Regions from separate parts of the Astyanax mexicanus genome. Here region 2 is linked to region 1. A link is a contact called in public Hi-C data. All regions are on one chromosome and are shown on one strand. The core of a region is the stretch at or near the end of the contact, and the rest is flanking DNA. Distances in the headings are between cores, read along the strand shown.

Region 1 (7,495 bases), core at 2,189-4,688:
TGGAATCCCTCTTGCTAGTTTTTGTTTTTCTACTGCGGGGACCTCCTTTTAGAGGGAGTGGCTAGGTGTCACTGGGTTGCACTGCTGAGCTCCTTTGTGGGTGACAGCATGTGTGTCTGTGTGTGTGTGTCCACGGATGTGTGCAACCTTTTTGACAGCTCTTACGTAACTGCAGCAGCTGCTGCACCAAATAACAGGGGTGTGTACAGTCCACTGGGAGTCTGTGTGTGTGTGTGTGTGGTAATTTGCATTTGTACATGAAAATTTTCAGGACAAACACATTGGGAATTAAATGCAGAAAAACTGTTATGAACTGTGCTTAGTGTTAGGATCATATTTTATGTATAGACTTTTTTTATTTTGTTTTTATCATTATTGTTAAAAAATAGATAACCTATAGATATCTTAACATCCTGTACTGAGAGCACATTATATTGCATATTTCAGGTTTATTTTTTATCATTATGTTAAATTCAGCAAATACCTAGAATTCAATTCTAGCAGTTTTTCAAAACCAGTAGTTTTTGTGGTCAGTAATTATGTATTATGAAATATGACTGTAAATATGACCTTAAGTCCTGACAATATACAAAAACAAACGTGTGTGTGTCTGTGAGTCGGAGGGGTGGAGAGGTACACTGGGTTCTCTGTGAGGCTGAGGTCACTTCTGACCTCCACTGCAAACAAGCCCTCATCATCTGAGCCCTGAGCATGCGTGCCAACATGAGCAGTCATGAATGATGTGTGTGTGTGTGTGTGTGTGTGTGTGCGTGTGTGTGTGAGATTTTCCACTGCCATGCCTGTTCCTATTTGCGCCTGTACATGCCCATGTTCGTAAACACACGTTGGGCTATTTGCACTTGCCGTATAGCTGTCCCTCGAGAGGAACAGGAGAGGGGGCTCAGGGAGTAAATAAATCAACAAATAAACAAACCGCATAATCAGGTCTGCCAGTCTGAGGAGGTGAAGGCAGGAAAATATTTTTCACAGGCTTTGTCTGCTATCTGGCTGCGGAGATTGGAAGTGTTATTAATAGGGAAAACTGCAGCACCATAAAAAGACAGAGGAGGAAAAATGTAATTTGGACAAATGTCACCGATTTCTCCAGCCCTTAACAACCATCAGGTCATAAGTCACTGCCAAAGATCAATGAATGTTCTGTCTCATAGCAATTTAACCCTAAGTATACAGCATCTAAAATTCCAAAACACTGTCTTTAAGGCAGAAGCACGGTGTCTCTCAGTGTACCTTAGCAATCCGCTACTGCTGCATAAAAGTAAACACATAAAATGTACAGTATGTGACATCAATATCAAATTCACACTGATAATGGTAGTCGATCCAAAGACAAATTCTAATAACCTGCTACTAAAGCTCACATTACTGACAAACTCACACATTTAAACTGGAAATCTGCGAGTTTTGGAGACAAATTTGGAGATGATGTTGCTCCATATACAGTAAATTTATTATCAACTGATCGGCTTCTTCTTACATTCATTTTGTAACAAGCTGAAAAAAGACTAGTTATCACTTGCCAATATAGAATGTGAACACTAGCAAAATAAGATCATTAGACAATGAATTATATAGTATATCTATATAAGGGTTAACCTGAACACCAGCAGTTATTCTTGAATCCAGCTTCCTGTACGTCATCTGTCTCACAAATGAAGACCGAACAATGACCTTGTGACAGAGCTGCAGCTGAAGCAAATACTCTGCTGTAATTATGGAGTTTTTTGAGTTTAAAATAGAAAGGATCAAGAAAAAAGTTCCAAAAAAAGAAAATGGATCAGATTGCCTCTTTAATACAACAAAAGCTGATCCTGCTTTGGCCTAGATTAGTCTTCTATTGTGTAGTTTTCATTCAGAAGCAATTTGTGACAAACAACAACGTCACACCTCAGAATCTGCCCAGGAATGTATGACATAGACGCCACACATTCTGAGTGGGCTAATGAGGAATATTATTACTATTATTACTACTGTTCCACATCATTCAGAACAGATTTCCTGTGTGCAGTGTGAGCTGAGTGTGGCTAATTTCTTCAAGTCTTAGAGCAGATTACAGCATTGCAGAGGCATAAATGCGCATCACTTCTGCATGTCTATGACAATACTTAAAACAATGATGAACACAAGGGCCAAATATATCATTAGCTGCCAAACAGTTTGTTGCTGTTTCCAATGACACATCAGATCAATCAATCAACAGCCCCTTTATTAGTCTGTTACTGGATAAACACATATCCCTTAACCACCATTTAATTACCTTTAATATGGTTCACACAATATGAAGATATGGGACCAGATATATACTCCATATGTGTTATAGCTATACAGCACTTGTTTACATGCTAATACACATTTTAGCAGCTAAAATACCTAGTGGTTCTTATTGTTTCTGGAAGGTAGTTGTCATCTTTTGAGCTATTAGAAGTACATCTGTTTGATTTCAGCCTATAGCCAACACACATTTTTTTAACTTCACAAGCAGCAGAACTTTTTTTTAAAGAAGCACAGATTTGTCAAAATAATTCAGAGTGGGCTTCTTTAAAGACAGGTGTAGGAATGGTTAAAGACATCAACATAACCATAATAAGAACTTACTGTATTAATATTATCAGTATCTCTAGCAAAAAAAGTACACACACTTATAGTAGCATGGTGAATATATTTTTCTCAGGTGCTGTTGCATTGTACTGTACAGAATATGTACTGTGAACTACAGCTCTGGAAAAAAATAAGAGACCACTCAATGATGATTTTTGTCCTCGATTTTACCATATTGAAACCCTTTATAATTAAGAGGAAGATGGATGATCACATCCATCAAACCAAGCTGAACTTCTTGAATTTGTGCACCAGGAGTGGCATAAACTTGCAGTGTGTAAGACTGGTGGAGGAGAACATGCCAAAGTGCATGAAAACTGTAATTCAAAAACAGGGTTATTCCACCAAATATTGATTTCTGAATGCTCTAAATGATAATATTTTTATTTGGAATTTGGGATATATGTTGTCAGTAATTTATAGAATAAAACAACTATGTTCATTTTACTCAAATAAATAGCAAAATCAAAGAAACTGAATCAGAAACTGAGGTGATCTCTTCATTTTTTTTCCAGAACTGTATTATGTAATAGTAAGAACTGTCCATGTCCTTCCCTAAATATAACTCTTACCCTGACCACAATGCCTCAAAACATTTTTACAGTTATCAGGGCTTATTGTCTCCCCACACGCCCCACATACACATCACACAAAAGAAAACACATTCATCATAAAGTCTTGCATCGGCAGCTGAAAATCAACACTGCTGGCCTTTTTTAGGGGCACAGTGGGTAAATGCATTCTAGCACACTTTTTTATGTTGCTATTAACATGGCCACAAAGGGGCCACGTTGGGCCGTTTGGGCACGAAGAGGCCCTCCATCCCGGAATGCAGCGGCCCTTCAGCAAAAGGCCTCCAGGCCGGCCTGGCTGTAGGAGTTTCCAAGCATTCATATAAAATTGATAATGGGATGTGTACGCAGCAGGAATGGAAAAATTGGAGGTGCCTTACGAGGTCTCCACATTCCTACCTCCCTCCTGGAGCAGGCACGCATGCCCTACATCTGCTCCAGCTCTGGGAGGTGTGTGTTTGTGTGTGTGCGCGCGTTAGGGATATGGAACACTTTTATATGCCTTGTATACTCTCAAGGTTACTTCACAAGCAGACTGCTGATGTTTTCCCAGCATATACTCCAGAGTTCAGAGTTCAGAGTAACACAGACATCAGGGAGGAACTGACTGGATTATAGCGAATCCACATGACTTTCTGTTTACCTTCTTTTAGGTATAATTATGTTGATGTAATACATATTATTCCTTATTTAAATAATGGTTGCTGGACATTGATCCAAAGTTACATTAAGATCTTATGGTACAACCTGTGCATATGTATACAGTACAGGTGTGTGTGTGTGTGTGTAGATATATGCTCCAACATACTCCCACTTTCTTCTGCTGTATACTACGCACCCATGTGTTTAACAAGCAACTTGTGCCACACTATAAAAAAATCATTCTCAACTACAGTGATTTAATCTTGTTTGTATGGAGTCTATCAATATGATGACTGGAGTTTATAAACTGAAGTTTATCACACTCATTGCTGTGTCTTTTTGCATGGTCTTATTTTGCTGTGACTTTGCTTCACACTTGCACAAAGGTGCTACAAAGGTTTTTTTGGACCACTGCCATACAAGAACAACTTTAAGTCACGTAAAATACCATGTATGCAAGTCATTGGGACCTTAAACATGATTTCAAGATGTTTTTGATTATTGTAACATCATGGATGAAACATGATTCTTTGGGAACTATGGCATCGCTTTAAGAACCTCATGTGACACCTTTATGTTTTAAAGAGTATGATGTGAATAGTTCTTGTCTCTGTAGAAGTGAGGTATAGCTGTGTTCTCTCCTGGTTCATGGTTGTTTCCTCTTCATTTTCTCATACTTTCAGATTTTCAGAATGTTTTTGTATTTCTTTTGCCAGTGTGTCTGGGATGTCAGACTGTGTTTAATAAACCAAAACTCCACATTTATTTCGAAGTTCTATTTGGCCTGATGTTACAGTCTCCTCCTCTGCCGAGGTGACTCTTCTAATTCCCCAAACCTGGCTGGCCTTGGCCGTTTCCACGGGTGATAAATGGCAACAGAAACCAAATAAAGATCTGGTTTCTCGCAGCAGCTGAATGGCTTCCTGCGTTGCCTTTGTTTGGCGCGCTGTTCGGGAGGCTGCAGACAGCAGACTCACTCTCTTTTTCTCTCTCACTGTCTCTCTCTCTTTGCTGGTCTCTCTGTGTGTCTCTCTCTCCCTCATCTCTGGTTTATTATCTCTGAAAAGGCAGACTGTGTGCCCTGCACTCACAGTGACCCTGCTGCATGTGGAGAGCAGCCATCTCTCACCCACTCTTTTAGACCTCAGCTCGAGCCTCGCGGCGGCTGAGGCTTTAAATACAATAGTAATTCAGAGTTTTTCGCTGTGGAGGTAAAGTAAGCACAGCTCTAATTCAGTCGCTCTTCCTTAGCTGTTGGTGAATGGTAGGTGTCTGTAAACTAAATAATACTTAAAAATCTGTAGCTTTTTTTTGCCATTTGCACCCCATGCTTACTCAATGTAAAGGCAACAATTCACTGTGGCCTGTGTGTTCCTGCTCAGTTGAGTGATTAGCCATGTCAGTCTACTATTAATGCCTCTCTGTTTCATATTCCTGTAATACATAAAATAGGTTTTTGCATATACCCCCACTGAATTTACTTTATTGGAATTCAACAAAATACTTTCACTGAATTTTGTGTATCTGTTATCTTACTTTCCTTATTTTTTACAATGACTGTCTTGATATCTATTTGATTTATTTGAAATCAATGTACGTTTGTGACTTTGTAATTATTATAATGACTAGTGTAAAAATTCTAATCTGAAGTCAGTCTTAAGGATTTGTTAGGATTGATAAGACCTGGTAAATAGAGGTGCCATATGGCTGCAGTGGCATGCTGGCATTTTTTTGCAAGGTGTGTGAGTGTGTGTGTGTGTGTGTGTTAGCTATGTCCACGTGATCCAACAGAGAAAGCTTCAGGATAAAGTGTCAGGGCGGACGGCTGTCCTCGCTGTCATGCTTGATGCAGTATGTGGTCGGACCGGATGGCAGTGTAATGAGAAGTACGATGCTAGCAGCGGTTTCTTGTTTCCTTCTCTCTGTTCACTTACACACCCCATCTCTCTCTCTCTCTTTTTCATTCTCTCTTTCTTTCTATCTCTCTCTCTACACACACACACACATACACACACCGTGTCAATGTTCACAGTTCCCTGTGGTTTTTAAATAGAGCAGCACGGCCTCATCCTGGGCGACCCATCACTCCTACCTCTACTGCTGCTCCACGACTGTTTTTTTATTTTTTTTTTCTGCTCACTCCCCCCTTTTTCTGCATTTCTTCTCTCGCTCCATCCTCCACCTGACTCAGCCGACGGCTCCTTTCCATTCAGTGTCTAAAAATACCTCCACAGCCTTCACCCTGCCTCAGCAGCTGAAAGGAAGTAAAGTCATTCTCCTTCATGCGTTTACAGCAGCACACAGGTACAATGGGGCAAACTGAGTTCAGGCTCTTTTACTCCATCTGCTGTTTCTACCAGTACTATATTAGCCCTGATGACAATGCTGGTGCAAACAATTACCTTGCCAATGTTAAAACCGGACACAAAAAAAAGTTAAGCTAAGTTTGAACTACATTTAAGGAATTCTTCACTTTAAATGTTTAAGATGTCATTTAAGATGATTGCATGATTAAGATTTTCCGTTTCCAATGAAATGCTATGTTATAAAAAAAACTTTGGAAATCAGTTCAATACTTATAACTATATAAACGTTCAGTTTTACACACATATCAATTTCAGAATATATACTGCACAATATATAGTTATCACAGAGAGTGAAAGTGTGGTGTAATTTGATGTGCCTTAGCGGCTGTTTGTTTACCAAAAGACTGACTGCATTTCTCTGTGTAAATATCACTCACATGTGACTTGAGTAGAACTGCTGAGGTACATTCATGATTAAAATAGCACAACTGAGGTAAGTTTATAATTAATGTTTAAATTCTGAGGTAGCTAGTTAACTAAATTAATGATAAGAATAGCACTGCCGAAAAAAAATCAGTAATTCAGAATTTTGTTTTGTAATTGTAAAAGGACAAATACAATTTGTAAAAAGGCAGGATTTGTAAAACTCCCGCCTTTGGCCAAATTTGGTTTCTGCCAAACATTTTTTGTTTTGATACATTGCTATACAGTATCATATTATATAATTGCGTGATTGCATTCCAACATTACAGAAAAATTTCCCTTTGCACAAGAGTTCCTATTAAAAAGCAAGTAATAAGCCATAGGTTTCATTAAGATGAAATTGAGTCACAGATGAAGCATTATCATTTAACGGCACAGACCACCTGCCTGCGTGAGTAAGCACGGTGCCGCTTTTTCCAGCCTTTAATGATCAGAGCAGCAGACTTTCCTGGAACTAAGCAAAAGACGGGTGAGAAGCAGATGGAAACCCGGCCATGCCAGAGAGCAGGAAGGTGCGACTGACCTTGATTTAAAAAAATAAATAAATCAAATCTCAGTTTGTGTAATGGCAACCCAACCACAGCAGGCAGTTGCATAAAGAGCAATGAAAGGGTATAAACTCAAATTTATATCTGATTTTCCTCTATACAGACAGCAGAGGTTATTTTGTTATTGTGACAAACAACATGTTTCCTAAGCATATCCTGAATTCACAAAATGTACCCAAAGAACTAGAAGCAACTGCGTGTTTCATCACGAAAAGCATAATCAGTGTTTAACTGAAGTGATGCACATTTTAAATAAAATCATATGAGTATGCGTCTTGAATGCCAATCTTTAACAGTGTGATACAGAGTTACACAGTAAATTTAACGC
Region 2 (7,495 bases), core at 3,427-5,926, 49 kb after region 1:
AAGCTCTGACAAAATTTAGTGTCACTGTCAAAGCATACATAATAGCCGAAAGACCACACTGTCCACTCCTGTCATGGCTTCTAGCAGCCTTGTGTATCAGAGCACTGCTAAATACAATACTTGCAGAGAATGTGGGAAGGAGCTAGCAATGCCAGATTTAAGTTTATTTTTACATTTAAATTACACATTAAATTAAATAAACCATCCAGCATCACCTATTGCACTTGGTATCAGGTTACTACCTCTTCATACACTGTCTGTTTGCAAGCTAAAACATATGAGCTGTACAAGGTAGGATAGTAATGTTTGCTAAGCTAACTTCTACCTAGCACCTGATTGTTTACCAGAACTATGCCTTCCTTTCTCTGTGTAAATTTCACTCACACGTATTTGCAAGTGTATTTTGTGTCTTGATATAGCTTTAGATTAATGTAGCATTGTCAAAAGTCTGTGCAGTGCATTGTGGAGCGTGTCAATGTTACATTGTTACAGTGTTACATTGTGAATGTTCTTTTCAATGGATCTTTTCAACATCTACCTTTATCTCTTCTCCCCTCTGCCTGTGTATTTTATACGCTCTCTGCAGAGATCTGTAATAGTGATTTCATGATTATTTCAATTGTGAAGCATCGGCAGCATAATTTAGCAGAGACAGGATAGCACTGCAAAATGTATGTAGCCAAGACACTTTGTTGGTATGTGTACTGGGACATGTTCAGTGCTAAATACATATTTTAAATAGCAGCTTTCTTTAAAAAGCAAGACAAAAATATGTACAGGCAAAAAACTCTGTATTTGATATCCAGCCAAATGTTTCATTTTGTTGGATTTCAAATATAAACTAGAAAAGGTAAAGTTCGTGAACGAACTTTAAGTTGGCTTGGAAAAGAACGCTAATAACGTTAAAAAGTTAAAATGGTTGCTAAGCTTTTTCTGTCTGAAGAGTGTGAAGAGTCATTGATATGCTGTTAACGCTAAATGCTAAAAACGCTGACATCTAAAAACATTTGGTTAAACGCTGAAATCTAAAAACATTTGGTTAAACGCTGAAATCTAAAAATGTTTGATTAAACGCTGAAATCTAAAAACGTTTGGTTAAACGATGAAATCTAAAAACATTTGGTTAAACGCTGAAATCTAAAAACGTTTGATTAAACGCTGACATCTAAAAACGTTTGGTTAAACGCTGAAATCTAAAAACGCTTGTTTAAATGCTGAAATCGTAAAACTTTTGGTTAAACTTTTGATTGCTAATGTGTTGCTAGGCGGTTGCTATCATTTCTGAAAAGGTTGCTAAGCTGTTGCTAGGCAATTGCTAATGTTTTCCAGGTGGTTGCTAAGCTGTTGCTAACTGGTTGCTAGGCAATTGCTAACATATAACAGGTGGTTGCTAAGGTGTTGCTAGGTGGTTGCTAAGGTGTTGCTAGGTTGTTGCTATCATTTCTAAAGTGGTTGCTAAGTGGTTGCTAGGCAGTTGCTATTGTTTTCCTAGTGGTTGTTAAGGTGTTGCTAAGTGGTTGCTAGGCAGTTGCTATCATTTCTAAAGTCGTTGCTAAGTGGTTGCTAGGCAGTTGCTATCGTTTTCCTAGTGGTTGTTAAGGTGTTGCTAAGTGGTTGCTAGGCAGTTGCTATCATTTCTAAAGTGGTTGCTAGGCAGTTGCTAACGTTTTCCCAATGGTTGTTAAGGTGTTGCTAAGTGGTTGCTAGGCAGTTGCTTTCGTTTCTAAAGTGGTTGCTAAGTGGTTGCTAGGCAGTTGCTAACGTTTTCCAGGTGGTTGCTAAGTGGTTGCTAGGCAGTTGCTAACGTTTTCCAGGTGGTTGCTAGGCAGTTGCTAAGTGGTTGCTAGGCAGTTGCTAACGTTTTCCAAGTGGTTGCTAGGCAGTTGCTAAGTGGTTGCTAGGCAGTTGCTAACGTTTTCCAGGTGGTTGCTAAGTGGTTGCTAGGCAGTTGCTAACGTTTTCCAGGTGGTTGCTAGGCAGTTGCTAAGTTGTTGCTAGGCAGTTGCTAACGTTTTCCAGGTGGTTGCTAAGTGGTTGCTAGGCAGTTGCTAACGTATTCCAGGTGGTTGCTAGGCAGTTGCTAAGTGGTTGCTAGGCAGTTGCTAACGTTTTCCAGGTGGTTGCTCAGTGGTTGCTAGGCAGTTGCTAACGTTTTCCAGGTGGTTGCTAAGTGGTTGCTAGGCAGTTGCTAACGTATTCCAGGTGGTTGCTAGGCAGTTGCTAAGTGGTTGCTAGGCAGTTGCTAACGTTTTCCAAGTGGTTGCTAGGCAGTTGCTAAGTGGTTGCTAGGCAGTTGCTAACGTTTTCCAGGTGGTTGCTAAGTGGTTGCTAGGCAGTTGCTAACGTTTTCCAGGTGGTTGCTAGGCAGTTGCTAAGTGGTTGCTAGGCAGTTGCTAACGTTTTCCAAGTGGTTACTAGGCAGTTGCTAAGTGGTTGCTAGGCAGTTGCTAACGTTTTCCAGGTGGTTGCTAAGTGGTTGCTAGGCAGTTGCTAACATTTTCCAGGTGGTTGCTAGGCAGTTGCTAAGTTGTTGCTAGGCAGTTGCTAAGTGGTTGCTAGGCAGTTGCTAACGTTTTCCAGGTGGTTGCTCAGTGGTTGCTAGGCAGTTGCTAACGTTTTCCAGGTGGTTGCTAAGTGGTTGCTAGGCAGTTGCTAACGTATTCCAGGTGGTTGCTAGGCAGTTGCTAAGTGGTTGCTAGGCAGTTGCTAAGTGGTTGCTAGGCAGTTGCTAACGTTTTCCAGGTGGTTGCTAAGTGGTTGCTAACTGGTTGCTAGGCAGTTGCTATCATTTCTAAAGTGGTTGCTAAGTGGTTGCTAGGCAGTTGCTAACGTTTTCCTAGTGGTTGCTAAGGTGTTGCTAAGTGGTTGCTAGGCAGTTGCTAACGTTTTCCAGGTGGTTGCTAAGGTGGTTGCTAAGCAGTTATTAGGTGGTTGCTAAGCCCTGGCTGGGGTGCCGGGGTGTCCAAACTTTTCACTGATAGCTGCTCCATACAGCAGCTCCTCCATACACTCACAGTACTGGAGGAGCAGGGGAGAGAAGGGGTTCCGTGCGCAGAGCTGCTCGTGTGTGAGTTAGAACTCTGGGCCCCCCATTCATTTCTATGGGAAAACTTCGTACGACATTTGTACGAAAACCGTACGACATATCGTCAAAACGTTAAAATTTTCGGAAAGAACATGGTAAGTTCTATAGACCGTCCGATTTTTGTCTTTGTATGTCAAAAATTGTTACCTACACAGTCGTTCAAAGTTGTCCCCCATTCATTTCCTATGGGAAAAAAAAGCGTACGTTTACGAAGTTTTTACGAAAACCGTACGATGTATCGCTTAAAAAAGCACAAGCAACCTATTCGGGTATAGGTCCTACGATACTGCAAAATTTCGTGGTTCTACGTCAAAAGCCCTAGGAGGAGATAGTGATTAAATTTTGCGAATAGAATAATAATAATAAGAAGAATAAGATTACGAAGAACAGTAAGTTGGCTTTTCCAAGCCAACTTAAAAATATTTTTTTTTCACAACAGAGAGCGTAAGGAGCTGAGGAAGAGGCCCATATACACAGACTGTGAGTGTGTGGAGGCTTCGGTGCACTGTCAGTGTTGAATCAGTCAGATCCTGGGTGAAATAACAGTTAGATTACCTGATTATCAGGGTAATTAGACGGTGACAGCCCGAGTGTGACGGGCTTAAACAGCAGCCATGCTTGTGCTCTCTGTGTGTCCCTGACTGAGAGGAAAAAACGCCATGTTCTCGTTGAGAAAACACAACCAGTTCTGCTGGTTCAGATCACATCCGCGAGCAGCCGACCCGCAGCGACGACGCCGAGTCACGAGCCTCCCTGCGCTGGGCCCCCCTCACTGACGGCTAACACGTCATGGAACATTCCCGGAACGAGCCAATGTCCCACCCACCTTCTCCCTGGCGCGCGCGCACACACACACACACACACACACACTATACACCATACACTATACACACACCTACAGCAGACAGACAGTGGTGTGTGTATAAGTGTAGCTACCTGGACACATCTTGAGATCACCAACAGGGTACAGTCAATCACAGCTATAAATGAAGGAAATGGAACACATCACTCTCTCTCTCCGCATCGCTTGTGTAAAGTCCTCAGGATGTTACGCAACATTCCCTATCTGCATGCAGGCGGCCGGGTATTCCCCACATATCCCAATAAGCCCAGCACTCAGCACCCCCCCCCCCCCTCCCCCCCACCCCCCCATGCAGCCCCGCCGCTGGAGCAGCGCAGCGGCCGCGGCGGTTCTTACCGTGGCGCTTTAGACATCCGAGCGGGTCCGGTAACATCCGCGCGCCCGCATCTGCCTCTCTCCCCTCCGCCGCGGCTCGAGCCCAGCCCGCTGACAGGACGTGAATCTCGCGCAGGCGGTGGCTAAAGTCAAACCCAGCCGAGCAGACAGACAGAAAGACTGACTGACAGACAGTCAGTCGCTGTTGGAGCACTGACGGGGGGCTGGCTTCGCTGCACGTATAGGTGTGTGTGAGGGGGGGTTAATTAACTACAGCTAGTTCAGTGTCTCTCCTGCTCCGCTCGATCCTGCCGGAGGACGCAGAAGCACGAGAGGAGAAGGAGCTCGCGATAGAGCCGCGCGAGAGGAGGAGGAGGGCGGGAGGTGTGTGTGTGTGTGTGTGTGTGTGTAAGGGAGGGAGGACAAACGGGGTTATTCCTAGCGCAGTTTCCCAGAATAGAAAAGCAGCTCGAGAGAGAGAGGCATGGGGGGGGGGGGGGGGTGCAAGGCGAGTGGATGAGCGTGTGTTTGGCCCGTGACGTCATCGGATCCCCCAGCGCGTGCCAGAGTGAGGCTGAACTCACCCGCTGGGCGAGCGGAGGAGGAGGAGGGGGAGCCTGTGTGGGAGGGGGAGGAGGAGGAGGAGGAGGTAGACTCGGCCTTTGGTCACCTACAGCAGAGAGGCCGGTTGGTGGAAGGGAACTCCCTGGCCCGAGCTCACGCCAAGCCGAAGTCACGTGGGGTGGGAGCGCTGTTTTGAACTCCACTGTGAACTGTGTCGCAGTGACAGCTCGCTGTCCTGTCCTCCCTTAAACCCAAACAGTGAAGACCCAAAGACCCCCTCCCTTCCTCTCTCTCTCACCAGCACTGATCCTGCTCCTCCTACACCCTTCATGCTTTCACCCCAGTCTCCGATCAGTGCTGCGTGATCCAGATAGGTTACCACATTTTCTGTCTACAGGTGAGCCAGAGGTTTTCAGAGGGAGAGGGTTAGGAGCTGTGGTTCTGCTAAGTCAAGGCTTTAGCTAAAGTGAGATGCTTTTCTCGGCTGCTACAAAGAAGGTTGTTGCAGCCTGTGTTCAGAGTGTTGAGGAGAATGCAACTGATGTATCCTTCGCAGCCCTCCATTACGCACAGTTTACTGTGCATGTACAACATAAAAGGAAGAAAGAAAAAGTGTGTTTTAAAATGTTTTATGAATTGTTTTTAAGAAATTAAAAGCACACAAGTTTCACAGTTCAGTGTTGTCACGTGACATGATCACCAATCCTTGTTAGACTGTTCCACGTGCACTGGTAGACTCAAGGGGCATCCCATGGTTCCCATATGGTCGAAAAAGCATGGCTAAAGAGCCCTCCAGAGCAAAGATGTAAAAAAGTATTTACATTCATTACTCAGGTAGAAGTAAAGATACTAGAGTTTAAATCGCATACAAGGTGATGACAGAACTGCTCCTTCCTACCTGCACTGATTACTCCTGAAGGCTTACGTTACCTCCCAGCCGCTGCGCTCCTCCAATGAACGTGGCCTCGCTTTACCAAACATTCACACAAAGCAATCCAGACTGTTCTCATACAGAGTTCCCCAATGAGAGCACTTACTCTCCTAACACTTCTAACAAACTACCTTCCACTACCAGATCAGAAGAATCTCTCACTATCTTTAAGAAACTTCTGAAGACAGAGCTCTTCAAAGAGCACTTACTCTCTTAACACCTCTAACACACTAACTACTACATTTCCTTCTTCCCCTCCTTTACTCCTCTATTCCATTATTCCCTTTGACCTCCTTTAAGCCCTATCTAAAGATTACCTTAGACTTCTATTATTTTTGTACTTCACTATTGTAAGTCGCTTTGGCCAAAAGCGTCTGCCAAATGTAATGTAATGTAAATTACCTCTGTAGTAGTAGATGAAGTATTAACTCAAGCTTTTTACTCATGCAAAAGTGTAAAAGTACTGATTTCAAAACTACTTAAAGTATAAAAGTATAAGTAATGTAAAGTGGAAAAAATGCCATTAAGGACAAAAGCTTAGGCCATGACACAGGTGCCTATAATGCACTAGCTCCCCATGTTTTAATTCTGTTAATTATTCATGGGTGTGTTTTGGGGGTAACATGAAAAAAAAGAAACTATTTGATCAATAAAATAAATAAAATTAATAAAGAATTATATAGAATATAAACTCATTAAAAAAACTCATTTAAAACAATCACAGGCTTTCTGATAATAAAACTTTCAGTTTTAGTTAAGTTTCTAATCATTGAAACAGCTCATCAAAACCTCAACCTATCCTTTATTTTTGACAATATTTGATTAACTTACAGGTACTTACTCATCTTAATTTATTTAACTAAAGAGAGAGAGAGAGACGCAGCAAATTTTGCCTGATTTCTCATGATTTAAATATCAGTAAATATGTGGCTAATACCACAGATTTTACTACACTTGATCCAACATTATTTATTAAAACGTTAAAAAAAAAATGAGGCATTTTAGAGGGCTTTCATACCTGAAAGTTTGGACCGTGGTAGGAACCAAGGTTCATGTGTTTGCTACATTGTATCTATTTGCTTGTTTTTGTTTTCTCACTGCAGTTTAGGGAGCTCACCAAAGACCTTTGTGTGATACTCCTACATCCTTTCATCATCACTTACGTATCAATTCGTTTTCCTTAACCTGACTGCCTGCTCAGCTTCCTGTAGTTGGTCCGAAAGTTCGAACCATCCAGAAAAGCGATTTCACACTGCAGGCGAACCGGACCATGGTTCAAAAGATCCGGACGAGACCACCTCTCTTAGTCGGACCAAAATCTGGTCCTTTGGTCCGGACCGTGGTTTGCGGCCCATTTCACACCTGCTACTTTGGTTCGGAGCAAACTGAGAAGTCCGAAAGTCCGGACCAAACGAAGCAGGTGTGAAAGCACCCTTAGAGCACTGGATGAGATTTTAGTTAATTAATTAATACATTTAATATTTTAATTAATTTGCCCTGGTGATAAGAAACGAACGCTAACATATAGCTTTATATTTCTGTGTATTTCAAATGTTTTAAGTTTTATATATTTGACAGGCAGCGTCAGATGCCTGGATGACAACGTGCTTCATTTTTCAAATATATAAAAAAAAAAGTGAATTTCAGTTAAATAAAAGTGAAGTGAAATAAAATAAAAGTCGAAGTTCTTTCTCTTTTAATTTTTTATTTCCAAAACTCCAGCATTTGAGTGAGAATA

The links. Hi-C and Micro-C count contacts between places; a contact is called where the count stands out from the background.
Region 2: a contact with region 1 is called in a Hi-C map of muscle, with 3 times the contacts expected there. The contact joins the promoter of hivep2a here to the enhancer-like site in region 1. A contact is called at or near these places in 2 of 3 Hi-C or Micro-C datasets (both in muscle).

Annotation. Positions count from the first base shown.
Region 1 is chr1:57,359,568-57,367,062 of AstMex3_surface, forward strand. The region is part of intron 1 of hivep2a (HIVEP zinc finger 2a); the gene reads right to left. Among protein-coding and RNA genes, the nearest start is that of hivep2a, 49 kb to the right of the region's middle. Within about 2 kb of position 3,439, the one cell type or tissue checked has an H3K27ac peak away from gene starts, as active enhancers do.
Region 2 is chr1:57,407,755-57,415,249 of AstMex3_surface, forward strand. hivep2a (HIVEP zinc finger 2a) reads right to left here and starts at 4,677. Exons shown (of 7, transcript XM_022666167.2): 1 at 4,284-4,677.